Linked DNA regions of Mus musculus: region 1 is linked to region 2. A link is a contact called in public HiChIP or PLAC-seq data. All regions are on one chromosome and are shown on one strand. The core of a region is the stretch at or near the end of the contact, and the rest is flanking DNA. Distances in the headings are between cores, read along the strand shown.

Region 1 (6,173 bases), core at 1,932-4,431, 88 kb before region 2:
GCTAGAAGTTTCCAGGACTAGGCCTAGGTTAGCAGAAGGAGACAGTTCTTGGAGTCAACAATTAATTCAGGCAAATAAAAGATAAATTTACACCTCAGTACCATCAAAAGTAAAAAACTACCCCAGAATATCATGACCTGATAGGCTCCCTCTGTTTCTGATTTCAAAATCTCAGTGTCAAGACATAGTTCAAATAAGATGCCTTTAATCATTTATTCTTTTCTTTTTGGAGATAGGGTTTCCCTGTGTAGACTATGCTGATTTTGAGCTCACTATATAGCTCAGGCTGGCCTCAGACATCAGTGATCTCCCTGCCTCAGCCTCCCAAGTGCTGGAATTGCAAGTGTGAGCTGCCATGCCTGGCTTGTACTTGTTCAGTAAAGTTGGATGAACAAGTAATGGATTTTCTTGTAAATTTGGACAGATATTATACTTTAGTGTAATCTCATATTCTCTGTAAAACTGTATAGTTAAATGACCACTCTCTACCTGTCTCTGTTCCCAAGTTTTCCAGTTTGTTTGATTCACTACTTTTACTTTTTTTCTTTTTGAGACTGTGCCTCATTCGGTAGCATAATTTTCTTCACACATGAGCTGGGTTCCACATACCCTGTGTTTCATTACTTTACATATGTGTGCATATATGCTCTGCACTCAACTTAGCGTTTGCTTACTCATGTTCTTTTAAAATATCATAACTTTTATTTTTCCATATAAAAGATATTTTTAACCACTCCCCAAATTGTGCTTGTGATTGATACCTCATTTGTCTGAAACAAATTCCATTGGCCAAGCATGAAACATTCATAAGGGTTCTGAAATGCCATACTGTCATGGACTGAAACATACTGACTGTGCTTTATTTTTTGGCTTCATACTAGTACTTGGAAAAAAGAGGTCACTCTTAGAGATAATGAATGATTCATTCTTTAGACTCTCCGTGTGCGTGTGTGTGTATACACGTATGTACCACCCTGCACATGTGACAGAGAACAGCCTTGGGTGTGAGTCTTTGCTCCTTCCTTGTTTGAGACAGAGTCTCTTCATTGTTGTCCGCTCTCTATCCTAGGCTTGCTGACTCGCAAGCTTCCAGAGATTCTCCTATCTGCTTACTATAGAAGCACCAAGATTACAGATACACACTATACATGTATTTTAGTTTCAGACTCAGGTCCTCACACTGAGTTTACCTACTGAGCTATCTCCCCAGACCTGATTTATTATTTTGAAACTAATAAGAAAATTCCAGTTACTGAATTAAAAAATTATGACTCAATTTAAATATCACCGTTTTCAGAAATGGACTTCTAGAACAGTGTAGTGTGACCCATCTAATATTATTAATCCTTCCTCCAAATATGTATATGGTATAAAACAAAAGTGTATTATAAAAGTAAAGTGATAAACTGGGTATGGTAGCGTTTGCCTGTAATCCCAGCACTGGACACAGGAAGTTCATGAGTCTGAGGTCAGCCAAGGTTATATAGTGAGACCTTGTGTATTAGTCAGGATTTATGTGTATATATGTATATATGTCTCTCTGTGTGTGTGTGTGTGTGTGTGTGTGTGTGTGTGTGTGTGTGTGTGTGTGTGTATGGATTTATTAGAATGACTTACTGACTGTGGTCCAGCTAATCCAACAATGGCTCTCTAACCAACAGAAGCTCCAGGAAACCCAGTAGTTCTCAGTCCATAAGGCTGGCTATCTCAGTTGATCTTTTTAGTGCACACTGAAATCCTGAAGACATACACTCTAATGCCAGTAAAGGAACTGACTAGCCAGTGAGAGCAAGTAAGGAAAGAATAAGCTTCCCTTTTCATGTCCTTTATATAGGCTGCCAGCAGAAGGGTTAGCTCAGATTCAAGGTGTATTTTCCAACCTCAAAGATCCAGATTAAAAGTAGCTTTTCCCATTTCAAATTACTTAATAAAAGAATCTCTTACAGGTGTGCCCAGCCATTTGAGTTTCAGTGAATTCCAGATGTAGCCATCACAAGTCCATCCCTTACCCACTTGACATAATTATATCTCCTTGTGTCCTGCTTAATTTCCAAATGAAAACAACAACCAGATCATAATTACACCTAACACGATATAATGATCCTACACACAATCACAAAATTCATTATATATTTAACCAAGTTATAATTACACCTAAAATGATAAAACTACTTCACATACAACCACAAACACTTCTTACTCATTCTTCTATTGCCATGAAGAGACACCAGGGAGGCTTGCTTACAGTCTCAGAGGCTTAGTCCACTATCATTATAGTAGGGAGCATAGCAGCGCACAGGCAGACATGGTCCTGGAGAAGGAGCCAAGAGCTCTACATTGGATCCTCAGGCAGCAGGAACCTGTATCCTCTAACAAGGCCTCACCCCCTAATCCTTCTAATTCTATCAGAGTCCCCTCCCTGGTGATATATATGAGCCTGTGGGAGCCATTCTTAGTTAAACCTCGTATCAGGAGAAAACAGGGGCCCATAAAGTGGTTGAGTAGAAGGGCTTCCTCTACAAGCCAAGGACCAGGAAAGATGGACACAGAGTTGCCCTATGACCTCCATATCTGTGAGTGACAGGTGTACTACTCCCCAGTGCACACACGCACATGCACACTAATAGTAAATTTTGTTTTAAATCCAAGTTGAGTGGGAAAGAGGATTTATAATTCATCTGAAATAACTTTTTAAAAACTCTTTATAGATCACAGCTGTCTGTCTTTAGCTCAGTGGTTTCAAGGTGGCTTGAGCTGCGCTTTATCTGGGTGAAAGTGAACCAGTGCAGCAAGTGTTACACAGGGATATAAATGTGTGTGGCAGACTGCCGTGGACTGGGGGCGACTGGAGCATGGCTCTGGCTGGTCAGCCTTTGCACTCGCCTGTGGGAGGCCTGTCTTTACTGGACCTTTAGTTTTGCACAGAGAATTCACGTCCTGGCTGTCCCCCGGGTTCCTAGTTTGCTTTGATCATTACTCCCTCTCATTCCCTATGTGCCCTCCAAGCCTAGGCCAGGCTGTGCTGATTTTAGCATCTGTTGAAGAAAAGAGGAAAACAGGCCATTTTGCTATTCAAGTAAATCTCTAGTTAAAAAATGTGTGTTTTAAATGCCACCAGATGTAAATGTTAAAGCAATCTGTTGACAGGAGGAGGAGGAGGAAGGGGGGCAGCAAAAGTGTGTTACTCTGGGCACATCTGGAATGATGTGGCGGTTTAAGTCTTTTACCTCCTCAGTAAATATGCTGAATGATACTAAATGCCTAACTCCATTAATGGTTGCCCTCTTCCTTTTTAGGATCATGGCTGCTGTTCCTCTGAACAATCTACAAGAACAACTACAGCGACACTCAGCCAGAAAACTTAATAATCAACCCAGCCTTTCAAAACCAAAATCTTTGTAAGTATGTTCATTCTCATGTAGAAGACAGCTCAGGTGTCATACAATGGAGCTCTCGCCTTTCACCTCTGTGGAGTCTGGGATAGGGTCCCATGCATAGCCCCTGCTGACTTTGATCTCACTCCAGTCCACACTTGCCTCACACTTGCCACAGTCCTCCCTCAGCCGTGTCTGTGCTCAGATCACCACCACACCAGGCTTCCTCCAGCTCTCTCATTTCACAGAGGAAATGAGGAGCCCAGTGGTTTTCCCCGTTGCAAGTTAATAGTAGAGCCTGTGCTAGCAGAGCTGAGTGTGATTGTTCTAGCTTTACACAGGTCCTGGCACGTACTTGTTCAGTAAAGTTGGATGGACAAGTAATGGATTTTCTTGTCAATTTGGACAGATATTATGCTTTAGTGTAACCTCATATTCTCTGTAAAACTGTATAGTTAAATGACCACTCTCTAGTTCTGTGTCTCCTGCAAGCTAAGCCCCAAGTTGCTAAGATATCTAATAATACACTGTACTTAGGTTGTGCCCTCACCAGATAGCAAGCACTGCTCCATGCCTGCAGATTTAAAGTTACTTCAACTTCAGTCACTAATGTCAGCAGACAGCCTCTGCCTCATGTGTCCTTCAGATCTTAGCAGCTTTTCTAAAACTCCTTTCTCCCTTAAACATTTTTTTTGTCACAGTAGAAAATTCCACTCTGAGTCTGTCTGTCTGTCTCTCAACACATCCTGTCTTTTGCTTCTGAAGGGACTATTAAGGACCTCCAGCCTGAGAAATAAAGTGTAGGAGTGGCCTGGGAACTCTCAGTGCCCAGTAACTAGCCTCTGAATGGAAAGGATTAGAGCGACCAAATGTTTTTAAGTACCTGGTGAATTTTCAAAACCACAGAGTGACAGATTCTATGCTCAATACAATTAACGTGACTTGCACTTGAAATGTTTTATAGGAGAATGAATTTGTTAAAATGGAAATGAGTCCATCAGGGCCTGGGATTATAAGTTATGATAGAATGCTTGCTTAGCATAAATGAGGCCCTGGGTTCAGTCCTCAGCATCAGAAACAAATGAATTCACTAACTGAGTTTTTCCATTATTTTTCAGAGGTTTTACTTTTAAAAAGAAAACATCAGAGGGTGATGTGTCTGTCACTAGTGTGTCCGTAGTAAAAACACCTGCGTTAAGTGATAAAGATGTGAACGTGTCTGAGGCCTTTTCATTCACTGAGTCTCCACTCCACAAACCAAAGCAGCAGGCAAAGATTGAAGGCTTCTTTAAACATTTCCCTGGAAGGCAGCAAAGCAAGGGGACCTGCTCTGAGCCGTCACTGCCGGCCACGGTACAGACTGCTCAGGACACTTTGTGCACTACCCCCAAAACCCCCACTGCGAAGAAACTGCCCGTGGCTGTTTTCAAGAAATTAGAATTTAGTTCTTCTGCAGACTCCCTCAGTGACTGGGCTGATATGGATGACTTTGATATGTCAGCATCAGATGCGTTTGCTTCACTGGCTAAAAATCCTGCCACAAGAGTAAGCACCGCTCAGAAAATGAAAAAGACTAAGAGAAACTTCTTTAAACCACCACCTCGTAAAGCCAATGCAGTAAAGACTGACTTGACTCCTCCCTCCCCCGAATGCCTGCAAGTGGATTTAACGAAGGAATCGGAGGAGGAGGAGGAGGAGGAGGAGGAGGCGGAGGGGGCGGACTGCCTGAGCAGGGATGTGATCTGCATTGACAATGATTCTGCTTCTGAAGAGCTCACGGAGAAAGACACGCAGGAAAGCCAGTCTTTGAAAGCTCACTTGGGAGCTGAAAGAGGTAGCCATCATCTCATCTTCGTTTCAGTGCTTTCTAATCTAAAGCTGAGCACTGGGAGCAGCGGTACACAGGACAGTTGTGTCCTTGAGGGTCTTACTCTCTGCTCTGCTGGGCTTAGTTCTGTGACTTTAGACATGAAGAAGGTCGGTCCGCAGAGGTTGAGGTGGAAAGGGAGACAAGCCTTCCCATGTGTAATGTCTTAGTGGCTTGCCACCACAGTGCACATGCAGTCCTGACGGTAACACCCGATCATCCTGTTGACTGCAGTCGTGTGTCACTTAATAACAAGGATGTGTTCTGAGAACACTACATCCTGAGGCCCTGTCAGGCAGACATAGTGCACTTGCTTAACCAGATGGCAGAGCTGACCACACACCTCGGCTAGATGGCTTGCCTCCTGCCTGGAGGCTCCAAACCACACATCTGCGAGTACTGTAGTTGTCTGCAGTACAATGAAATACATTTGTGTCCACATAGCTCTAGATATATAAAAGGTACAGTAAATATAAATAATGATTTTTTTTTTCAAAAATTTTGTGTACTGACTGACCAAAGTACACGAATGGAGCTGGCACACCTAGAAGCTTCTCTGAGTGAGTGGGAAGTGACGGGAGGCTCGGGGTGCTGCTAGCCATTTCAGTATGGTATCCATACTGCGCTTAGCCCAGAGCAGTCTCATAATAAGGTTACCTTCCTCAGGAATTACTTTTAGTTCATTGTAATTTTTAATCCTTTAATTCTTTTAACAACACTTAGCTTAAGCCATAGAAAGCATTGGTTGTACAGTCATGTAAAATGTTTTATGTTATACTGGTTAGTTTTATGTCAACTTACACAAGGTAAAGTTATTTGTGAAAAGGGATTCTCAATTGAAAAAATTCCCCCACCAGACTGGCTTGTGGTACGTTTTCTTGATTGTTGGCTGACTTAAGAGGGCCCAGCTCACTAAGCAGTGCCACACCTGG
Region 2 (6,073 bases), core at 2,412-4,911:
GGGGTGCAGGCCTTCTTGAGAGCCACGGCTACTGCAGCAATGGCGTGGTTGTGGGGCCACCCTATCGGGATGGGAACACAGTGAAGTTGATTCGGTCCTCAAAAGCATAAGGGATTTCCTGGCCAGTCTTGGGGTCTACAGTCCGTACTCCCTTCCGGTAAAAGATGAGCCCTGACCTGGCCCCTTGAAGCATCTTGTGAGTGGTGGTGGTGACAACGTACTTGGAAGGTGAGGGTATCACCTTGGCGGCCACTAGGCCACTGCTGTGGGCCATGTCTGCCAGCAGGTGTGCCCTGACCTCATCACAGACCTCTCTCATGCATGCATAGTTAATGAGGCGAGCATAGGCTCTCGTGCCAGCTATGATGAGCCTCGGCCAGAAAAGCCGAGCGGTCAGTGCCAGCTGGTCGTAGTCGATGAGACCAGTTTATAGGGCATAGACTCGAAGAAAATGGATGTGGCAGAGATCCTCTTGACATCAAACATGTAGCCGTGGGTGAGATGGCCCCCATCGGGCAGGTCCAATCCCATGATTCCATCATGAGGCTGCAGAAGGGCCGTATAGGCAGCCAGATTGGCTGGGAACCCTGAGTATGGCTAGACATTGACTCCCCCACTCTGTGGGATGCAGGTCAAAAGCTTCGCTGGCAGAGCAGCTCCATCTCGTCCACCACTTCCACTCCTCCGCAGTATCTCTTGCCTCGGTCACCCTCCGGGTACTTGTGGTTGAGACAGGACCCCAAAGCCTCCAGCGCAGCTCTGCTGCAGAAGTTCTCTGAGTCGATGAGCTCCAGGCCGAGGACACCGTCTGTCCTTCTCCCTCCAAAGGAGCCCCCACATCTCAGGGTCACTGTCGGATAAACTCTCCTGGCCTGTCCAGCCTCCAGCTGCTTCCCCAGCCTGAGTCTGGGCCACCTTGCTATGCTGGACCTGGGGAAGCCATGCAGACCAGCTGACCACAACTCTGCAGAGGATGAGTGGTCTGAAAGCAAAGAGAAGGGTACCATCGCTACTGGAGGCCACAGGAGGACCAGCCACTAAGTCTGTATCAGTGTAGTGCCGGGGTCGAAAACCTAAGTAAATAAATCTTTTTTTTTTTAAAGAAAAAAATTGTGGGCTGGTGAGATGGCTTAGTGGGAAAGAGCACCCGACTGCTCTTCCGAAGGTCTGGAGTTCAAATCCCAACAACCACATGGTGGCTCACAACCATCCGTAACAAGATCTGACTCCCTCTTCTGGAGTGTCTGAAGACAGCTACAGTATACTTACATATAATAAATAAATAAATCTAAAAAAAAAAAAAGAAAAAAAAGAAAAAAATTGTTTTTTGTTTTTTTCGAGACAGGGTTTCTCTGTGTAGCCCTGGCTGTCCTGGAACTCACTCTGTAGACCAGGCTGGCCTCGAACTCAGAAATCCGCCTGCCTCTGCCTCTCACGTGCTGGGATTAAGGCGTGAGCCACCATGCCCAGCAAAATTTTTTTCATAGTGATCAGAATTCTCCCTTCCCCGACTCCTCCCAGATCCTCCCCACCCACCTGGTTCCATGCACCTTCTCTCTCTGTTTAGAAAACAAGCCGGGAAGTGTTGGCAAAAATGAAAGAAAGAAAGAAAGAAAGAAAGAAAGAAAGAAAGAAAGAAAGAAAGAAAGAAAGAGGAAGAAAAGAAAGGAAAGAAAGAAAGAAAGAAAGAAAGAAAGAAAAGGAAGGAAGGAAGGACAAAACAAACAAAACCAGATTTAAACAAACAAGCAAACAAAAAAAAAAAGATGCAAAAGACCAGTAAGAGAAAAGGGCGCCCAGATGAAGCACTATAGACAAAAAAGCTACAAAAACACCCATTGCGTTCACTTTGTGTTGACCATCTACTGGGGTACGGGCCTGCCCTTACACATAGTTAAGACACCCAATGAGACTCCATTGGGGAAAAGTAAGTTTTCCTTTGCAAGGTATTACTTGCAGAGAGTGTCTTGGTTAGGGGTGGGGGGAGTCCGTGTCCACTCTGCCTGTCAGTGCTGGGACCCTGTCTGTCTTGAACCCGTGCAGGTCCTGTGCATGCTGCCACTATCTTTGTGAGTTCCTCTCTGCATCAGTTCTATTGAGTCGAGAGACTGTTCCCTTGGAGTCACTCAGCCCCTCTAACTCTCACAACCTTTCTGCCTCTTCTTCTGCATAGCTTCCTGAGCCCTGAGGGGAGGGCTTTGATGAAGACATTCATTGCGGACCCAGTGTTCTGCACATTGTCCAGTTGCGAGTCTCTGTGTTAGTTCCCATCTACTGCAACAGGAAGCTTCTGTGAGGGTTGAATAAGCGCTGTGAGACTTCAAGTAAGTGGCCACAGGCCACTTCCCCAATTGGGCCTGGGGTAGCAGGTGGAGGATTAGAACTGACCAGCCATTGAGCTAGAGGGCATTTCAAAAATAAGTGTGTGTGTGTGTGTGTGTGTGTGTGTGTGTGTGTGTGTGTGTTTCATTCGTGGATCCAAAGAGTTCCTGGACTGGGCAGGTAACTGGAGGCGCGAGACCCTCCTGGAGCACAAAGCAGAGTAGCTGAAAACTCCGGCTATACTGTCACCAGGCTACACTGTCACCAGGTTCTTGGCCAGGTGAGCTGTGTCAGACAAGACGTGGGTTCTATCTCATCGGGTGGGCCTTAAGTTCAAGCAGAGAGTGATTGGTTACTGCCAACATTTGTGTCAGTCACAAATTGCACCGACATAGCTTGCAAGTAGGTCACCATTGTAGATCACGGGGTTTGTAACTGAGTTGGTGGTTATCTGTCTCCTCTGGCAGCATGCAGAGCACCTTCCAATGCCATGAACACTAGTCAGTAGGAGCAAGGCTCTAATTAGGTGCCAGCTCAACTCCTCTATGTCCTTTGAGATATGGAAGTGTTGTCGTCAGTAATTAGGCCTTACCGTCGGTTTGTAGAGTGCAACCTACAGCCTTGGCAATAGCCTGAGATGGTTGGGGTTTTCATGGGGTCTTGGCCAATGACTCAACAAGATATAACCCATTCCCAGCACTGGAGACTTCACTTGGTGGCAAATGACATGGGGAGGGGGTAATTGTCTCTCCTGTTATTTGGCGACTCTGTTTCTTTCACATATGTATTATAGGAAGTTTCCACAGTAGCAGGGTTCCATATGACCTCAAACACCCCTTAGTGTTAGTTGTCCCTCCCCAGACTCCCTCCCTTACCCCCATCTTCCATCCCTCTCCCCACTGAGTCTCACTTTGTAGACTTGGCTGTCCTTGAGCTCATGGTGATCCTCCTGCCTCAGCTTCCTAAGTGTTGTGCTGACAGGCATGCATGACAACACCTGGCTTAGTTGGTTTTCTCCTGTTCCATTTCTTTGTTTGCGTCTTCCCAGTCCTTCTGCTATTTTGACACAGGCAATGCCACTCTATTCTGAATAATGGAAGCCACCCCTCCTTTATTTCAGATACAGGGTTACGATGTCCCCTCCCCGTCTTCCCTGTCCTCTTGGTGAGCTTTGCCTAACCTGTGCACAAGGTAAACTCACTGAACCCAGCAGATCGTGGGGTGTGGTGACTCAGGCCAGTAAGGCCTGCACTTGGAGAGCAGAGGCAGACAGATCAGCCTCAGCCACAGAGCGAGCTCAGGACCAGCTTGGGTCAGACAAGCAGCCGCCTGAGTCAGAGAGAAAAAGGAAGCCACGTGCCTGTTGCCAATTGCACCACTACTACCCAGGGACCGGGAACTGTCACTTGCTGAGTTCCTGCTTCTGTTTGTATTGTTGCACATGACCCTTGGCAACCGAAGGAGGCCATGGAAGGAGGAAGAGGAGGAGGAGGAAGAGGAGGGAAAGGAAGAAGAGGAGGAGGAGGAGAAACTATTCAGGAGAAGTCACTGACCCAGGCCTTAGAGCTGGCAAGTGATCCCGCAATCAGACCTAGTGCAAGGCCCTAAGAGAACTGCATCCAGCTGATGTGGCAGTAGGCATTTTATAAAGACTTCCTTTCCTTCCTTTTTTGAGACAGGGTCTTGAAGTGGAAACTTAAGGGTTCTTTGGAAAGTTAGTTGGACGGTGTTTTGCTGGATCAAACACATGAAGGGGTGTTTTCCAGAAGTGGACACAGGTGTGAAAGGCTAAGGCAGACTCATGAAGGAACATTGTGCTGAAGCAGACACAGGAGAGAGGATGCTCTGCTAAAGCAAGCACGTGAAAGGAGGAGTGATGAAGCATGATGGAGTCTTTGCTAACAGCACGCATGCATTGCTCTGCCTTACACTGAGCAGTTGAGCTACATTTGCTGGGACACCAAAGAGAGAAACCACGGAAAAATTTTTGGTGGTGTGCTGCAGTTTGTTGCTGCTTCTGCAGACTTGGGCTGATTGGATGGACGTGCTGAGGCAAGACATGTGGAAGACGTGATGTTTGGAGGTATAAATAGGACTCCATGGTGACAGAGACAGCTTGGCTTGCTGGGACAGCTAGCAGTGCAATGCTTGTGGCTCTTGCATCTTCAATGATCTTCACTTCCCTGAGAGATGCACAGACGAGAGCTTCTCTGGGGGTTCCTGTTGGTTCCTCCTCTTGACTCAAGCCTAGGCTAAGGCCTGGCTGTCTCTGCTAGGTTGTGTCACCACTGTTGCTAACCCGACCTACTGAACCGGACTGCTGGTGTATCTGTGAGGTGTTTGTGAGTGGATGGAGCTGTCACTACTGACTCTGGGAACTGAACTGCTGATTTCCAGACAATACAGATGGGAGTTGCTCCCAAGATCCTTTCTAAACAGGTCCACTTCCCCCACCCCCACCCCCACACACCATATCCTTTTTTTCCCACTACCTCTGGTGGGTGGTGGCTTACAAGGAAGGTTAAAGTGTTTAAGAACCACCATTAAAAATAGGATTTGAAACAATTAAAGTTACAAGGTCTCACTGTGTAACCCTAGCTGGCTACCCTCAAAGTTACAGAGATTGCCTTTCAAGGGCTGGGATTAAAGGTGTGTGCTACCAGGCCAGGTACCAAGGTCATGAAAAGCTAGGCTGGGGTTACTGTCACCACACTGACTTATTTCCCCCTGAAACAAGGTTTTTTTCTCTGTGTAGCCCTGGGTGTCTTGGAACTCACTCTGTAGATCAGGCTGACCTCAAAGTCATAGAGATCCACCTGCCTCTGCCTCCTGAGTGCTGGGATTAAAGGTGTGCGCCACCATAGTTGGCTAGGTGCTGTACTCCTCATTTTTTTGGTGTATGGTATAGGTGCTTTTCCATGCATTTACGTCTGTGCAGCTCATGAATACATACCCAAGGTGGCCAGAAGAGGGCACCCGATCGCCTGGAACTGGAGTTACAGAAGGGCATTAATCTCTGCCTTGGAGCTAGGAACCAACACCTGGCTCTGGAAGAGCAGCCAGTTCTCTTAACCCCTAAGCTATCTCTCCAGTCTCTTCTGGACATCGTTAAGTGGCATCGCCCACCATATCCTCTTCCATGGCTTTCCTGTCTCAGCAGATCACCCTACCATCCCTGCATTTAGCTCCAAATCAAGGAGTCATCTTTGGTTCTGAGTTTGGCTTGTTTTACCCATGTCCAAGCCTCCACTGAATCCTGTCCAGTCTACCTACAGCCACACACACCTACCATTTGCATTCAGGGCTGCCCACTGCTCAGCTGGATCCTGCAGCAGTCACCAAGTGGACACCTGGCCCTTTGGTCTTGGCCTCTGCTGGCCACAGCATCCCTCCCACCGTTCGTCCTTGTAGTGTCTTCCAGGGAAGCTGGGCATGGTGGCACAGTCTCAAAATCTTAGCACTCCCACTAGCAGAGTGGCTAAGCAGACAACACCCCCCCCGCCCCATCACTAAACCTGACAATCTGAGTTCAATCCTCAGAACCCACAAAGTGGAAAGAGAAAGCTTCCTGGAGGTTGTTTCACACAAGCACCACCGTGGGGCCTGCATGCATGTATATGCACGAAGACACATAGTAGTTAATTAATAATAATAAAAAAAATAGAATTGCAACCCTTGAGACATAAAGGCCAAAGGATTGAAAGTTCAAGGCCATCCTGGGCCACATGCAACCCTGCCTCAAAACCAACCA

The links. HiChIP or PLAC-seq counts read pairs in DNA pulled down with a chosen protein or histone mark.
Region 1: an H3K27ac HiChIP or PLAC-seq map of the HPC-7 cell line shows a contact between it and region 2, with 6 times the contacts expected there. The contact joins two enhancer-like sites. A contact is called at or near these places in 1 of 15 datasets of contacts at CTCF or cohesin (the NIH/3T3 cell line), 4 of 484 Hi-C or Micro-C datasets (bone marrow-derived macrophages, embryonic fibroblasts, macrophages and 1 more), 6 of 115 datasets of contacts at active chromatin or transcription factors (CD8 T cells, the HPC-7 cell line, bone marrow-derived macrophages and 3 more) and 3 of 9 other capture datasets (adipose tissue, liver and pancreatic islet).

The regions. Positions count from the first base shown.
Region 1 is chr7:80,511,814-80,517,986 of GRCm38.p6, reverse strand. Blm (Bloom syndrome, RecQ like helicase) reads left to right here. Exons shown (of 22, transcript NM_001042527.2): 2 at 3,297-3,398; 3 at 4,493-5,208. The coding sequence starts at 3,301. Among named protein-coding and RNA genes, the nearest start is that of Blm, 20 kb to the left of the region's middle. Within about 2 kb of position 3,181, at least 12 of the 459 cell types and tissues checked have an H3K27ac peak or open chromatin away from gene starts, as enhancers often do. A contact at or near this core is called in the HPC-7 cell line, where this site is marked.
Region 2 is chr7:80,424,144-80,430,216 of GRCm38.p6, reverse strand. It overlaps the pseudogene Gm15544. Among named protein-coding and RNA genes, the nearest start is that of Gm44851, 23 kb to the right of the region's middle. Within about 2 kb of position 3,661, at least 69 of the 459 cell types and tissues checked have an H3K27ac peak or open chromatin away from gene starts, as enhancers often do. A contact at or near this core is called in the HPC-7 cell line, where this site is marked.